2 separate regions of the Zea mays genome follow, and region 1 is linked to region 2. Evidence: chromatin contacts called from public Hi-C data. All regions are on one chromosome and are shown on one strand. The core of a region is the stretch at or near the end of the contact, and the rest is flanking DNA. Distances in the headings are between cores, read along the strand shown.

Region 1 (5,449 bases), core at 2,734-5,233, 140 kb before region 2:
CTCCGCGCCCACTACTAGTCAGAGGTTCGAAGGCTGGCCCCTCAGAAGGGTTCAACGGCCGCCTCAGGCCACTCGGGCTCCGCGCCCACTACTGATCAGGGGTTCGTAGGCTAGCCCCCGAAGGGTTCTGACAGCCGCCTCAGAGCACGCAGAGCGAGGGATGACCCTGGGTACGTTCGATACATAACCAAGGCTCGGGCTACGCTCCCGAGGTACCCTAGGACATTTCCGAGACCAACGGGAACGATTTTGTAACGGAATCCCACCAGAGGGAGGCATCGAGCCCTCGGACCCCGTCAAAAGGGGACCGGGTCCGGCGAATCACCCGCAGGTACTTTTGGAGCGCACCTCCGGGCCACTAGCCGACCCCTAACGAATGGGGCACGGGCGTCCACTCGGATTACCCATTAGCAACTCACTGGAGACACCATGTTCGGCGCCCTCTGAGGGCAACATGGCGTTTCCCCCCCTCCTCCTTGCGGAAAGGCGACGCAGGGGCATATGAAAAAAGCCGAGTCTGTCCTTGACCGTCCTCTCGCTCTGTGCGGAGGCTCGGGGGCTGCTCTTGCAAACCCAGCTCTGGCCAAACCGTTGACGGCGTCAACATACCAGCCCGAGAACTTGGGACTCGACTATGCACCCGGGCTACGGCCAGTTCGCATGAGGGAACAACCAGACCGGCCGAAGCATCACGAAACGCGCTAAGACCTCGAAGGAGTCAAACCACTCCTCCGAGGCCTCGGGGGCTACACCCAGTGGGTGCGCTCGCGCGCACCCACCGGAACGAAACGCAACCGAGAAAGGCCGGTCCCCTTGCAAAAAAGTGCGACAAAAGCCTCCAAGCGAGTAACAACACTCCCTTCGAAGCTCGAGGGCTACTGTCGGGGACCATAATTAGGGGTACCCCCAAGACTCTTAATCTCAGCTGGTAACCCCCATCAGCACAAAGCTGCAAAGGCCTGATGGGCGCGATTAAGGTCAAGGCTTGGTCCACTCAAGGGACACGATCTCGCCTCGCCCGAGCCCAGCCTCGGGCAAAGGCAGCCGACCCCTGAGGATTCACGTCTCGCCCGATGGCCCCCTCAAGCAACGGACACACCTTTGGCTTGCCCGAGGCCCAGTCTTCGCAGAGAAGCAACCTTGGCCAGATCGCCACGCCAACCGACCGTATCGCAGGAGCATTTAATGCAAGGATCGCCTGACACCTTATCCTGACGCGCGCTCTTCAGTCGATAGAGCCGAAGTGACCGCAGTCACTTTGCCGCTCCACTGACCGACCTGACAAGAAAACAGCGCCGCCTGCGTCGCTCCGACTGTTGTGCCACTCGACAGAGTGAGGCTGACAGCAGCTAAGTCCAGCCTCGGGCGCCATAGGAAGCTCCGCCTCGCCCGACCCCAGGGCTCGGACTCAACCTCGACGCTGGACGACGGACTCCGCCTCGCCCGACCCCAGGGCTCGGACACAGCCTCGACCTCGGAAGACGGTCTCTGCCTCGCCCGACCTAGGACTCGGACTCGACCTCGACCTCGGAAGACGGTCTCTGCCTCGCCCGACCCAGGGCTCGGATCGACCTCGACCTTGGAAGACGGACTCCGCCTCGCCCGCCCCCAGGGGTCGGACTCAGCCTCGACCTCGGAAGATGGACTCCGCCTCGCCCGACCCCAGGGGTCGGACTCAGCCTTGACCTCGGAAGACGGACTCGACCTCGACCTCGGAGGAGCCTCCGCCTCGCCCGACCTAGGGCTCGGACCGACCACGTCACAGGGGGGGCAATCATTACCCTACCCCTAGCTAGCTCAGGCTACGGGGAGCAAGACCGGCGTCCCATCTGGCTCGCCCCGGTAAACAAATAATGATGGCGCCCCGCGTGCTCCATGACGACGATGGCTCTCAGCCCCTTATGGAAGCAAGGAGACGTCAGCAAGGACTCGACAGCCCCGACAGCTGTCCTTCCGCAGGGCTCCAGCTCTCCTCCGACGGGCACGACATCACATGAACAGGGTGCCAAAACCTCTCCGGCTGCCACGACGACATGTACTTAGGGCTCTAGCTCCTCTCTGCTAGACACGTTAGCACACTGCTACACCCCCTATTGTACACCTGGACCCTCTCCTTGTGCCTATAAAAGGAAGGTCCAGGGCTCTCGTACGAGAAGGTTGGCCGCGCGGGAGAACGGGCAGGCGCATAAGGCTCTCGCTCTCTCTCTCTCTCCCACACGAACGCTTGTAACCCCCTACTGCAAGCGCACCCGACCTAGGCGTAGGGCAACACGAAGGCCGCGGGTTTCCCCTTTGCCTGTTTCTTCCCCCTTCGTGCTCCGTCTCGCATCGACCCATCTGGGCTGGGACACGCGGCGACAATTCACTCGTCGGTCCAGGGACCCCCCGGGGTCGAAACGCCACACTCACATGAGGTTTTTAACGAGACAACAAAGTGCAAATGCAATTTGCGTCATCGTGTACTCTTTCTCCATATTTTTCCCACTGGGTTTTTCGGAGTTTTAACGAGGCATGTGTTGGTCGCAGTATTCGTCCAAGGGGGAGTGTTAAGTAACCCTAGTTAGGGTTATGTGGGCAAATATCTGCTTTGCCCCTGAGGGGTCTCACACCTCTATATAAGAACTTGTACAACCCCTCATAATAGAAGAGAAGAGAAAGAGGTCAGAGGCCTAACCCTATATCCTGTGTCTCGTGTGTTTCCTATGTCGTGCTTCTGGGAAGGGGACGGGTCCTCTACAACTTCTCGTGCCTCTACTGCTGACAGGAGAGAAGGAAGCGGATCTGGTTATTCGTGGTAACGTAGTTCTCAATAAAAAATAAAATCATAATACCGTACGGTACCGTCAAGATACTCCTAATTCAATAGCAGGCCTTCCGCGGGTGGGCCGAAAGTAGCGGGCAGCCGTACTATACTACGAACGAGTAGAATCTTTACGTGGGCTTTCAGTCTCTTACTTGAGAAGGTTCCGAAGCCGAAACATGTGCCCAGTTTTTTTTTCGCACGTTCTCGGATTTTCGATAGGAACAGTTTGTTTTTCTGCTCCCCCTTTCTCTATGGAAAACCGTGGGAACCGATCCCCCCCGCTGGATCACAATTCACGAACGGTTGGTGCGACGAAACTCTCGAGAGAATTTCATGTTGTGTAGTGACTGAGTGGCATTTCTAGCGTTGCTCAGCTTCGTTTCGTGGTGGCACTACTGGACTGAAGGAATCTTTAGTAAGGATTCAGAGGCAGATCACGTAGGGCGCTCTGGGACGGTTAAAGCGCGTCAGTCACGGACGCGCGGCACGGGAAAGCTGCCGCGACGGCGAGGAACCCTGCCCTGCCCCTGCTTGCCTGTAACTCCCTCCTCACCCTGGCCGCCTGGCGCTATGGGGCTTAGCTGCTAGGCGGCGCTGGTGGCGTGCGTAGCGTAGCTCATGGGTCACTCGATGCTTAGCAGCGCGGGTGGTGGTCCCACTGCTAACGTCGTCACGTGTCCGCAGGTGCCCAGAAGCAGAGTCACACTAGCTCACACGAACGCCGGCGCCGGCGCCGCGCGCGCGCCTTGGCTACTCTTGCAGGTGATGAGGTGAGGTGAGCAACGTGTAGCTGTAGCGAGCGACCAGGAAGGAGGAGAGGACGTACTCGAGGCGAAAACAACGGAACGCGAGTACGCGACCGCCTTGCGTGCTGGGCGCTGCCGACTTGCCTCGGCGTCAGGACATGCGTGTCCTGTCCTGGATCGCAAAGGTGGGCGGCCCTTGTCATGTGACGTTACATTTACCGGTGGCCGCTCCGTGCAGACAGAGGCAGGCGTCGAAGCACGTCGTGTCACTTGGAGCCATCGAGGAAGTGGGTAGCAAGCAAGGACAGACAGGTGCATCCAATAGTTAATTGTTCGAAGTTTTTTTTAAAAGAATTTGTTGTCAGGAGGTACTGAGGTAGTACGCACCGAAAATGGGCCCAAACGAGAAGGGTCGATCCAACAGCGCCGGACCAACATCGAAGTGGCTAGAATTGGATCCAATGCTCTGGCCGGCCTGCGACGACGACCATATCCAAAGTTCCAAAAACCCCGCACGCTGCTACAAGCACAGAATGCCAGTATGTATACCTGCTCTGCTCATTCATGTTCGCCTGGCTGGCACGTGGGCCCTGCAATATATCCCAACATTTCACTGCCATTTTTTTTGTTTGGGAAGCTAAGGCCGATCCATTCCATTTTTTTTTGTGGACAGGACCATTGCGAGATTCCGATGATCACGTGCGCCTTTTTCACCCTGCTGTTATCCCGATGAGCACTAGCTACCACTTACTTTTGACCCGTCCTAGGTAAAAAGATTGTCGTCGTCGTTGCCCTACTCCACACCTACTACACCTCGTCAAACATGCACTCACCCGCCTGCACGTAACGTAACGTGTCTACATTTATTAAAATGTATTTACTGGATAGCAGGGGCATGAGCATCAGCCACCTCCGCCACCGCAACCGCAACCTCGTGCAGCTGCTGCTAGGCTACTGCAGAAGGAAGGGCGAGCTGCTGATGGTCTACTACTGCATGCCCAACGGTAGCCTCGACAAGCACCGCCTGCACGCCGAGGACGGCAAGGCGCTGCTGGAGTGAGCGCAGAGGTTTCAGATCATCAAGGATGTGGCCTCCGACCTCTTCTACCTCCACATGAAGTGGGGGCAGGTGGTCGTCCATCAACCGATCAACGTGGGCGGTATGGTCGCACACCTAGGTGACTTTGGCCTCGCCAGGCTTTTATAGTTGGCCAAATGGCACTAACATGACGGGCCGGGCCGGGCACGGCACTAAAAAGCACGGCACTGGCACGGCACGACACGGTCCTCTTAGTGCCAGTGCCGGGCACGGCCCGTACATAGTGCCGTGCCTGGGCCACCACTTGGGCCCGTATGGTCGGCCCAGGCACGGCACGGCTAACTGGGCCGGCACGGCGTCGGCACGGCCCACCCGAGCGAGTCGCGTGTAAACCCTAAGGCCTAACCCGCCCCAGCCGCGGCCGCGGGCGTCACTCCTCACTCACTCTCGCTCTCGCTCAAACCCTAACTCGCTCTCGCTCACTGACTCACTCGCTCTCTCTCAGCCGCGGGCAATTCGGCGGCGACCGGCGAGCTCTCCTCTCCCTCGTTCCCTCCGCCTCCGCTAAGCGCTCCGGTCTCCATCTCCGCCTCCGGTCTGCGGTCTCCGGCTCTCCGCCTCGGCGCCTCCGCTCGGATCGATCGTCGCTCGTCACCGTCGGAGATCCTCTCCGGCTCTCCCTCGCTCGGATCTGCGCATTTGTGAACCGGGTAACTCAGATCCATAACCCCCGCTCGGATCTGCTGTCTTCTTCTCCTCCTCCGGTGTGATCTGCGGAGATCCTGGTGCTCCGGCTTATTAGGGTTTACAGTTTACACGCGCATTTTAGAACCGGCGCGATCTGCGCTTGTGCGGAGATCC
Region 2 (4,905 bases), core at 1,326-3,825:
CGGTTTTTGTGACCACCTCAACGAGGAGTAGGTTTGCAAGAACCGAACCTCGGTAAAACAAATCACCATGTCATCCGCCTTATTTACTTGTGATTTGTTTTCGCCCTCTCTTTCGGACTCGTTTATAATTCTAACGCTAACCCCGACTTGTAATTGTGCTTAAAGTTTGTAAAATTTCAGATTCGTCCTATTCACCCTCCCTCTAGGCAACTTTCAATACATTTTTTTGTAAAATAAAAAAAAATATAATCGCATCGAACCAACATACGGGCAGAGGCTACAACCTAAGCACGACACAACGTTTTTGGCTCTTGCAAGTATTAGGTCGTTTCTGAGACCACATTGACGCAGTGGACTCCATGGTGTTTGAGATTGCTGAATTGGATGGAGCAACAATGATTTGTCACACTAACAGGAAAATGAAATTTTATTTGTTGGTTTTAAACGTTAGTAATTGCTACGAAGTAGCATATTTATATGAAGTGTATCCAGTTTTTATTGATGCCCGACTTTAGCAACCACTCCATATTTTGATTTATCTTGTTTATAAGTTTGAGTTCACGTGACTTATTTTAGAAACTTGAGCTCATAAACTTTGTCTTATTTGGTCTTTGTATGATGGAATTATGTCATTCTATAATCTCTATTCGTTCAGTCAGTCGTTGTGAACTCTCTACTCATCGCTCACTTCATTGGTCGTGTTGTACCAAGACATATTGGATGGAGTAAACAATAACATCAGTTAGCCAAATCAAAAAAATTATATGGAGAGCGGAGACAATCAATAAAAAATATTGAGATTTTTTTGGTGGACGTGAGTATTGTTGTAAGCCGTTACAACGCACGGGTAACCGACTAGTTAACTAATATAATGTAGAAATAAAGTGGGTTTTTTAGCGTGAACATTGAGCCCACACAAACCTTCCCCAAATCTTACTCCATATTCTTCTCTGGTTTTCCACCTCTGCGACGCGGTATAGATGCTGCTCCTCCCCAACGTTTCGTCTTCCACGCCGGGGCATACAGGTCGTCTTCCTTCTTGTTGTTTCCTCCTCTGCGACTATCGCGACGCGACATCTAGGTGTTCCTCCTCCTCGGCGTCACTGTTTTACCTCCATCGCAGCTCGAGCTGCTGCAAGCAGGCTCGCATGGAGGCCACCGCGGGCAGGGCCGGTCATGAGGTTTCACCCAGGGCGAAACAAAAATTGGGGCCCTCAATAATTTTTGAATGATAAAAGTCTACAATATATATACTTTCTTCTAAGTACATAAGCAAAATTTTGAATGATAAAAGTCTATAATATATCAAAACAACTTCAAATCTTTGTACGTATTAATTCAAAAAATTCTTCTAACGTTTCTTGATGCGAAGTCATTGATAATAATGTTGCTATCAACCTCGTCTAATATTTTTTCTCAATGCATAAAGTAGCCAATCCGTTGAGCCGATCTTGATACATCGTTGACCTTAAATAGTTCTTCAACAATTTCAACTTTGAAAAGCTTCTCTAAGCCGATGTCACAGCCACAAGCACAGTAAATAATATCCAATAAGCGATTAAAATATTTGGATACGGATCCATTTGCCGAACATACTCAAAAATCTCCATAGAAGACATTGGTATTTTAGGAAAACTTAACTTCAAAACCTTCAAATCAGATAGTAGATCATTTATCTCAACGTCAGAACTGTCCTACGAAGAGGGGCAAGTGGAGCGGCCGCACCAGACACAACACCTAAGACTATATATACATGTATATTACTTGGGGCCATTCCAAAATCGGAGGCCCGGTGCGGCCGCTCTTGCCCCCCTCCAGGTTCGGCCCTGACCACGGGGCTAGCTGCTGCAAGCATGCTCCACGCCACCGTGGTGTCTGAGCTCAGCTGAATGGTCATGGCACAGTGTTGGTTGGGTGCACGCCACAACGACGCGGATGCACAATGGTTCTCTGGCTTTAGCGTCCCATGGAATGACCGCTAAATTTACCGAAAACTATAGCGGACGTTGTTGAAGGGGATAGCGTGGATATGAAATACTAAATTTAGCGTACAAGATTTTTTAGCGGATGTTGTTGGATAGTATTGAAGCCATCTGACCGCCTCACCCCCTCCCCTCGCGACTCGCCAAGGGTGCGTTTGGTTGTGGGACAGTCAGGATAGGGACGTCCACTGGCGTCCTCTCTCGTCCCCCAATTTTGAGGGATAACTAGAGACAACTCTTGACTCTAAACCAAATAATCTTATTTGAGAGATCGTTTTATCCCATTCCGTCCCGTCATTGTAACCAAACGCATCCCAAGACGCGCCTCCTCCCCTCCGTGCGCCCTTCTTCTCTTTACTGTTGGCTTTGGCTGGAAGCCGGCCCAGCCTCGCAAGTCGCAAGGCACGGAGCGGCCCAATAAATACGAGCAACTGCTGCAACCAGGCAAAGAGGCATCCGCGCCCCTCCACGACGCCCGTCGGCCACGGGCCACCTACCGACGCTCCCCCACTGCTTGGTCCCGCCCTCCCGCCCTCTACTGCAGGTCAGCACCCAGCAGGAGGGAAAGGGCGACTCGCCGACTCCGAAGCCCAAACCCTCAACCTACAGCAGCGCGCCAGCGCCGCTCCGCCCGCCCATGGGCTCCTCATCCCACTCTCTCGCCGTCTCACGGCGCGGCCGCAGCGCGCGGCAGTCCCCCTTCTTTCGAGACCTCGCCACCCCGATCCCGTCCCATCGTGGCGTGTCCCGCTTTGCCTCGGGGGCTTCCCCCTCCTCCACGCCACCACCCCCGCCGCCCATCTTCACCCTCGATGACCGCTATGCCTCCGCAGACTTCTCCCCGGACCCCACCGCCTCCGACCTTCTCCCCGTCGCGTCGTCTCCCTCCCCCCGCACCGCTGCCAGCCGCTCGCCGCCATGGGACCTGTCCCGGGGCAAGGTGGCGCTCTCGGCACCAGGATCCCCCATGGCTGGGGTCGTCGAGCCGACCCGGAAAGAGATGCTCGCTTTGCCGGCCCCTGCGAGCCCTGGCACCCCACCTCCTGCCGCGACAGCGGAGGCGCAGTCACCGGTGTCCCCCGCGCAGGCACCTAGGACGGAGCCGGTGGCGAACGCAGGGGAGGTCGAACGGGAGGAGTGGGTCACTGTATTTGGGTGAGAAAATAATGTTTATGCTTTGCTTTGTACTGGATTATTGCTTATAAATATGTTGACAGACGCTTATGAACACGGTAGAGTTGGCTAGGATGCTATGGTAATTGTTTATCATGAGTTGAGTAGTTGACACACTCCATGCTCTCTCGGCAGTCATTTGCTAACCCCAAATTGTAGGTGCCTTGTATGATAAATTGATTCAGTTCTGTTGGTACTTCTATAGATTCTCTATTGGTGATACCAACCTTATTCTTCGGGAATTCGAGAAATGTGGAGTAATATTGAGACATCACTCTGGTCCAAGAGATGGAAATTGGATCCACATATTGTACCAGGTAATTATACATTTATCTACTGTTGTGCTTCCGTATTTCTGTTGTACTATTTACTTTAATTTTCTCTAACTATGTTTCACAAAGTAGTCATATTAGCTTAGGCTGCTCTGTAGCTAACCAGCGAGATTAGTTGCCAGTGAACTGAAACAACTACATAAACTCATTTGGGCTCCCCCATTAGGTTGAGTAATATTCTTGTACTGTTTTAATATAGTGTCAATTTTTAGTTGCACAGTACCGACACCAAGTTCTATCCTCATGTGTAAATGCTGCAGTATATGGTTTCATTATCCCTTGAACATGAAGCATATCGGTAACTTAGTCCTGTATAGGTTTTCAGCGTAACATGATCAAGGTACCATCACACACAGGGAACTTATTTTTACTTATGAAGTCTCTAAATTCATAAAATAAATTCATAAATTGGTGGAATGTTATGTGTCTATTGACGATGGGTTTACAAATATCCTCGAAAGATACTGGAAAATAAATAGAAATGTGATGTGCTCTCTGAATTCCCTTGGCACATCCAAGTTATTATGCTTATACAAATAGCAACTCTTCAGACTTCTTGTTGTCACCAGGTATTCAAGTAGTTCTTTTGTTGGCAGTGTCAGTTTCCTGTACGCATTTTTCAGATTAAAAACCTGTATGGTCACTATCAACTCTACCTTTCTAGGTGTATTGTTCCTACTGTTGTTTATGGATCTCTTAATTCTGAGATGTTATTATCTCTATTTATTTGACAATTTTATCACTTCTGATGTTTACATGCACCATAGTTAATGTTTCTACATTGCTATGTGATAGTCTTGAAACTGACAACTTTCACCATCGTGTATGTGGTCCCAAAGCGTTCTTATGATGCTCGAAAGGCCCTTCAGAAAAATGTTATCCAACTAAGCAGCAGTCTGATAGTTGGAGTAAAGCCTATTGATGCAGTGCACTGGCAGCAGCTGGACGAGAGTTTCGCTCCAAGCAACCCAGGTGGATTTATGGTTTCCTTGCCTTCGAAGTCACTTGGCTTGAAGAGCACAGGCGCATCGAACCAGTTAGGAGGCTTTAACCGGCTGTATGACCTCAAAGCTAACACAAACGTTAGCCGAGATGCAGGCCGTCGGGCAACTGGCAGTGTTGCTGCACCAGCAAAATCAATTGTAACCAATGTAATGGATTTGGTATTTGGCATTTGATTTGGCAATGAGGATTGAGGACCAATGCATCCGGAACCTTCTCTGTTTCTTCCGTTTACTTGTTCGAGAATGCCACCATTCCAAAGATTCAACAGCAAATTTTGCTGAAGTCTAAGACCTTACAGAGTGAACTTTCTTTTGGCGATGTAACATTAATACTATGCATTTTTTCACGTTTAATTGTACTAATGTTGTCTCATGATATGTTCATATGTGGTCAGTTGTGTGTTAATCACCATG

What was found. A called contact is a pair of places that touch in the nucleus more often than the background predicts.
Region 1: a contact with region 2 is called in a Hi-C map of ear, with 1.9 times the contacts expected there. The contact joins the enhancer-like site here to the promoter of LOC100285840 in region 2. A contact is called at or near these places in 2 of 25 Hi-C or Micro-C datasets (ear and tassel).

The regions. Positions count from the first base shown.
Region 1 is chr8:127,538,500-127,543,948 of Zm-B73-REFERENCE-NAM-5.0, reverse strand. It overlaps LOC103637263, which reads left to right. Exons shown (of 6, transcript XR_002264586.3): 3 at 3,566-3,836; 4 at 3,915-4,088; 5 at 4,223-4,316; 6 at 4,441-5,449. Among protein-coding and RNA genes, the nearest start is that of LOC103635866, 6.5 kb to the right of the region's middle. Within about 2 kb of position 3,983, at least 19 of the 20 cell types and tissues checked have an H3K27ac peak or open chromatin away from gene starts, as enhancers often do. A contact at or near this core is called in ear and tassel, where this site is marked.
Region 2 is chr8:127,400,428-127,405,332 of Zm-B73-REFERENCE-NAM-5.0, reverse strand. It overlaps LOC100285840 (MPPN domain containing protein), which reads left to right and starts at 2,575. Exons shown (of 3, transcript NM_001158730.1): 1 at 2,575-3,137; 2 at 3,361-3,472; 3 at 4,327-4,774. The coding sequence starts at 2,620. The coding sequence ends at 4,665.